Regions from separate parts of the Anas platyrhynchos genome. Here region 2 is linked to region 1. A link is a contact called in public Hi-C data. All regions are on one chromosome and are shown on one strand. Each heading gives the region's core, a stretch centred on a gene start, on an enhancer-like site or on the middle of the called end of the contact. The rest is flanking DNA. Distances are from core to core; before and after follow the strand shown. Region 1 overlaps PRKAG2 (protein kinase AMP-activated non-catalytic subunit gamma 2). Region 2 overlaps PRKAG2 (protein kinase AMP-activated non-catalytic subunit gamma 2).

Region 1 (2,700 bases), core at 45-2,544:
AGCAAAGCCATTGTGTGACGTTTTGACGAAGTTATCCAAGCAAATAGCAGCGCTTAAGTCTGATCCTAGCTAGGTACATCAGAATTTTAAATAAAGAAATCTTCCAGTAGTCAGCAAAACCCTTTCGATAAGGTCACATCACTGTCGCAGGGGCGGGCTTGGAACGGGGCCATGCTATTTCTGAGCTAACAGAAGATCCCCATGATCCTGTGACTCCAGAGAGCACTGCAGGAATTGTGCTGGGCTTCGGTGTCTGTGGTCTTTTGTTTTTAGGGCCTCTTGCAAAGGGTGTGTTGACTAAAATTTGTATTAAAATTGATAACTTGTCTCATTCTGCAGCTTCTTCTTCTTTTTTTTTTAATCTGCAGAGCAATCCATACCAGGTGCTTTCGCATCATTAAGCTCTCTGTAAGAGACACTTATGCAGATACACACTCTTCACTCTGCCACGTTAACGGAGATTTTATTCAGTGTGCTAAACAGGGGTTGGTAATAAATTAGGCTCTTAGGGTGTGCTATATTTAACTGAATTGTGTTTAACAAGGACATCAGGACACTTACGAAAACCAACAGTTTTGTTGTGTTACGTAGTTTTTCACAGGCAAAACTTTTACATTCTGCTGTGTGGCAAAGAAAGAATAACCCTATGTACCATGAAGCACTAAGTTAAATGACTATGTCCCACTCAAAACAAAGTCTGTGTAGGCCGAGGAGCATTTTCTGAGTGACCGGACTTCTCAGAGACCCCTCAGACCAGATATTTCAGACCTTTGTGCAGGTGCCAAGCTGCAGAGCTCTGAGAAGAGCCAAAACAGCACATGGCTTCATTTCTGAAGCTACCTGAATGCTTCACTGCTCAGAATTGCCTCATCCTAAGTGATTAAAATCCCATTTTCTCAAGCAGCTTGGGACACCCATGTTAAAAAGGAAGGAGGGTTAGGTTGCTTTATTTCTTCCGAAAAGGACAGCGAGCTGAAATCACGTGGGCTTGCTGTGCTTGCCTGCTGTTACAGGTGATCAGCTGCTGGCGCTGGGTTAGTACTATTGAAATGAAATGGGTTAATGCTATTGAAATGAAACAAGGTTGGTCAGGGTTGGAGCACATGGTATATGGGGAAAAAGGAGGAGGAGAAGACCTTTTAGCTGTCATTAGTTACCTATTTGGGATTATGGAGAAGGCAGAGCCAAAGCATCTCAGGGATGCACAAAGGAAGGCCAGGAGGCCCCAAGGGAAGCTTCAGGTAGACGTAAGCCAAATGTTCCTGTTGGGGGTGGCATGGCATTGGAGCAGGGGACCAGAGGGCTGTGAAATTGCTTCCTTGCAGATTTTAATAATGCGACAGGACGAGGCTCTGAGCACCCCAACCAGAAGTTGCAGCCCTGCTTTGAGCAGGGGCTGGACCAGAGACCACCAGATGTCCGTCCCAGCCTCAGCTGCTCTGTGAAATTCGTCACTGGAGCCTTCCCTTCTGGTTTATAGCAAATCTGCACTTACCCAGGCAATCCATGACTGACAAAAGCAGCAGGTAAAAGCCCACAGGGTTTGTAGCTTGCTTTTTTTTTTTTCCCCTCACTTTACTTGAACTGAGCCCACCCTACACTCCTTCCCCTATTATCCTGCAGCAGTATGTGAGGGAAGTATACGCCGTCTTCCTTGTAAATAACATCCCCCATCTTTCCTCCGCTTCCTCCTCCCACGCCTTGTTCAAAACACAGACTAACCTGTTACTCTGTGTATCCCTTGTTTGTCTTGGAAGCAACTTCTTCCTCGCTTGTTTTCATTTCAAAGGCTATGTGTGACATTTGCAGTGTTTTCTTTCCCATGTAGCTGCTCTTTTCCCAGTGAAGTTATTTTGCCCCTCGAATATACGCAGTTCGGCAAGGATATTAATGGTTAGGACAATATTAAAGCAGAAAGTGATCTGCAGACATGAGGTTTGAAACGTTTCCCAGTGTCAGGCTAGGATTTTAAAGCATTTGCTCATCTTTAATATTTTTTCTCTCTCTCTCTCTGGCAATAACCAAAAGCTCATCTTTGTGTCTTTTCCTTTTGGTTACCCCAGTTCAACAGCTGGCCACAACCCCATGACTCTGACCTAAATAACTGCCTTGAAGTGAAAGATACCTTCCTGCAAAAAGTCCTTAGCTGGATGCACAGCTTTGAAACAGCAAACTACAGGCTGGGGCTTCATGCCCAGTGTCCCACCTTTGAAAAGACAGAAGATGCTCCAGATGCCTTGGCCCATCCTGATGGAAACTCAGTGGGATTCTTATCATTGGGATTTGTTCTTGGCCCCCAGCGCAGCCCCTTTGGTTCAGGAATTTCAGAACAGCAAAGCCCAAGGCAGCACCTCATGTATAGAAGTAAAGCAAACTAAGGTGATCCAAAGTAAACTCAGGAGGATGACCTGCACTGGAAGAAAACACAACTCAGCCTATATTTTTCCATGGTCTTGCGTGAGCTCTCACCTCAGAAATAATACATGTACAAGTAAATCAGGAGAGCATCACTTTACCGAGTGGAAATTAGGGAGCTATCCCTGCAGATATGTTAAAATCAAATACCAGGAACGTTTTTAATAAAAGTACTTGGTGGTGTGAGATTTAACTCATTAAAAATGCAGCTTTCTACCAGGGGCTGAATGCCCTCTCTGAAGGGCAGCAGGACATTTTCCAATCCTGCTTCCTGTTCCAAAAATA
Region 2 (3,072 bases), core at 150-2,649, 99 kb after region 1:
AGTCCTTCTGTGGCTTCTGCTACAGCTCGGGGCATCCCTTACTGTAACTGGGCTTCTGCACATGAGATCCAGATGCAAATCTAATCCTGGATACCTCAATTCCTTCTTCCAGCAGGAGCAGAGGGTCTGCGTTACTTGTCCATGTCGTGCACCCTTCTGGTATCAACACCTGAGTACGCTGCTGATCTGGGGTGAAAGAATAGACAGGATATGTACGTACCTCCTGCCCGTGGGGTAAATTGAGGAGTCCCGAGCCTGCTGGAGACCTCTTCTCCTTTCAGCAGCCACACACACCAATAACTCACACACAGTTCTCGTACAAAGAGCAAGCTGGAGGCAGCTCCTCAGTACTTGTGGGTAGCTGAAGGGCTTGGAAGGTCCTGAATATCCTTTCCAGTTGCCACTTGACGACACCACGTCGAGCATACGAGGTAGCGCAGCAGGGCGTATGTTTTGCATGTGTAGTTTGTGGCTGCTACAGCAGGGCATTATGCTGGCCCGTGGTGTCAGGATCTGCAGAAACAAACCTCAGTTCCAGCTGGACAATTGCATCCTTGTTTAGATCCTGCTGGAGTTCCCTCGCTATTTTTGTAGCTGTTAAACACAGGGCTCACAGATCACCGTCTTGCGCTTCTGAGCGTTTCCAATCTGAACTTTCCATCCTCGGGGAAGGAACCGGCTGCTTTGTGGTGCCTGGGGGATGCGCCTGATGCTGATTTCTGAACTGGGAGACAAACTCGGGTGAGGTAGCAGCACCTAGCCAACCCCACACATCCCGAATGGGTGAAGATTGTTCAGGTCTGGTTAAAAGTTTGTGTTCAGAGCGTGTGCTGAGCAAGAGGAGGGTTTCTAGGCACATCTTTACCGCGCTGGTCCATGCAGAGGTCAGAGCTGTGCCTGCCGTTCCCGACCTTGCCTGATTAAAGCTGGCAACAAGCTCACTCAGCAATTACTGCCCTCGCTGCATTTGCATAACTGGTGGTAGGCCGACAGAACGGTACCCAGCGATGACGTGCTCTGCGAAGGGTGACATCTTTTCAGCTAAAAACAGTTGCTGGTTTTGCAGTTCATCAGCTATTTGATATATATTTAAAAAAAAAAAAAGCTGATTGTATGCAAAGTAACATTGTCTCCTCCACCTCCTCCTTCTAGTTTGCTCTTTAAGAAGAAAGCCAGCCATAGCTCGCCCTGCTGCAGGGTCAGTGAATTCGCTTTGTGCAGCCAGTAGCTGTGGAAGCTGTTGAGGAAGCTGCGGGGTGATAAGCTGTTGCTATATTACAGAGTTACATAAAGCGTTCTCTGTTCCCAACTGCCTTTTTTGACCTCCCTTATGCCTGCCCTTGCCGAGTCAGTACCAGTTCCCCTTTGGTATCATCTTATAAAGGCTGCTTCGCACCAGCCTTGTCCGAGTCAATCTGCCTCATTCTTCCCCTATCGGTTTGCTCGCATTGTTTCCTAATCTCTTATCAATTTCTCCTAGCTCCTGCTATTTTCACTCCTGGTCCTGACCTTTATAGGAACATAAATCCAACGAACGATTTACTTTTTTTTCTGCTTCTTTCTAGTTGAACTCTCTTCTGTATTCCTCTAGAACTGCTGCTTGGGTTTTGGTGGGGAAAGGGCTTCTTTAAAGAGTAGGGGGAGCTGGAAATGAAGGACTTAACTTGACACGCAGAGAGACTGCCTGTATGTTACAGTAGCTGCTACAGGGGAGTTCCATCTTGGCTTCTGTAGGATTGGACTAAAACTGTGCTGAGCCACCCTGTGGAAGTGACATTTTCTCTGGCACTAGAGGATTAATTTTGAGCACATGTAGCAAACGAGGATTTTGAGGTTTATAGCTTTCTAACACCAAGTTCTTCAATGGTTAGTAGGTAGTTCAGGTTTGTTTTTTGTTTTTTTTTCCTTGCTCTGCAAAAGCACAGCATGACCGAGTTCCAGCACAGTGTTACAGGATTGCAAGGGTGCACGTCTGATAGGGAGGTTAACCTTGACTGAGCTGCAGGTACCTACTGTAAAGAACATAGGGCCAAAGGGCTTTAAAAAAAAAAAAAAGTAACATACCCAAGCAGATCTAAAGACTGTACGCATGTGCATCTAAGCTTGATAAATGCAAAATTAATTTAATATAGATTGGATCGTGTGTCCTTGTTACAGACAAATCATGTTTAACAACAACAACAACAAAAAAAGAAAACTTGCAAAAAAAAGAGTCCAGCCCCAATGGATCCTGTTTTCATAAATGAACTGTGGGATTTGTGAGGTTTTGTGTAACGTAGTTTGAATGGAGCGGTGCCGATTGGGGAACTTGTTATCAGAGCAATATTAACTTAAGGCTTAGTTAAGCCTGATGCTACTTAAATTTCCAACTTGCTTTGTACGTAATTGGAGTTCAGGTACCAAGTATGCATAGTCAATAGCTTGCTGTTAGGGAAACAAAACCGAAACGTAACGCTTTAGTACTGAAGTCCTTTCTTGTCGAGGAGAAGCCATGCATTTGCCCGTGTGCTATTAAATTGGAAAGGAAAGAAGTGAAATGCAAAGTGCAGGACGATGAACTGTCTGTCTAGATCTGAAAGCATGGATTTGAGTTTTGCTGTAGGGATGTCCTGCAATGGTGTTCAGTTGATTTGGCATGCTTTTTACTCTTTTTTTTTTTTTTTAAGGTCATTTAAATAAAACAACATAATGTTTTTACTTACAGCACTTGAAGAATCGGAAAGTGACATTTATGTGCGATTCATGAGGTCACACAAGTGTTATGACATTGTTCCAACAAGCTCTAAGCTTGTTGTTTTCGACACTACGCTACAAGTGAGTATTCTCCTTTCAGTCTGCCTTTGCTTGCAGTTCTCTTTTTTTTTTTTTTAATGGGCGTGTGTTTCCTGAGTGCTAAATGAAATCTGAGCAGCTCTCCCGTAATGCTGTGCTTTGAATACAAGCCCCCATATTGTTTCAACTGTATCCTTCGTGCTCTGCTAGAGGAGGAGCTGTGGGGAGGCTTCCTGGTTGAACAGAATGAGAAGGCAACTTGTTGGAGCCGGAGTCACTCACTGGGAAAAGGTTCAGAAA

Evidence for each region. Hi-C and Micro-C count contacts between places; a contact is called where the count stands out from the background.
Region 2: a contact with region 1 is called in a Hi-C map of skeletal muscle, with 6 times the contacts expected there. The contact joins two enhancer-like sites. A contact is called at or near these places in 5 of 8 Hi-C or Micro-C datasets (F1 follicle, liver, skeletal muscle and 1 more).

What each region holds. Positions count from the first base shown.
Region 1 is chr2:152,863,642-152,866,341 of IASCAAS_PekinDuck_T2T, forward strand. The region is part of intron 3 of PRKAG2 (protein kinase AMP-activated non-catalytic subunit gamma 2); the gene reads left to right. Among named protein-coding and RNA genes, the nearest start is that of PRKAG2, 81 kb to the left of the region's middle. Within about 2 kb of position 1,295, at least 1 of the 8 cell types and tissues checked has an H3K27ac peak or open chromatin away from gene starts, as enhancers often do.
Region 2 is chr2:152,962,837-152,965,908 of IASCAAS_PekinDuck_T2T, forward strand. PRKAG2 (protein kinase AMP-activated non-catalytic subunit gamma 2) reads left to right here. Exons shown (of 16, transcript XM_027450396.3): 6 at 2,705-2,814. Among named protein-coding and RNA genes, the nearest start is that of RHEB, 32 kb to the right of the region's middle. Within about 2 kb of position 1,400, at least 2 of the 8 cell types and tissues checked have an H3K27ac peak or open chromatin away from gene starts, as enhancers often do.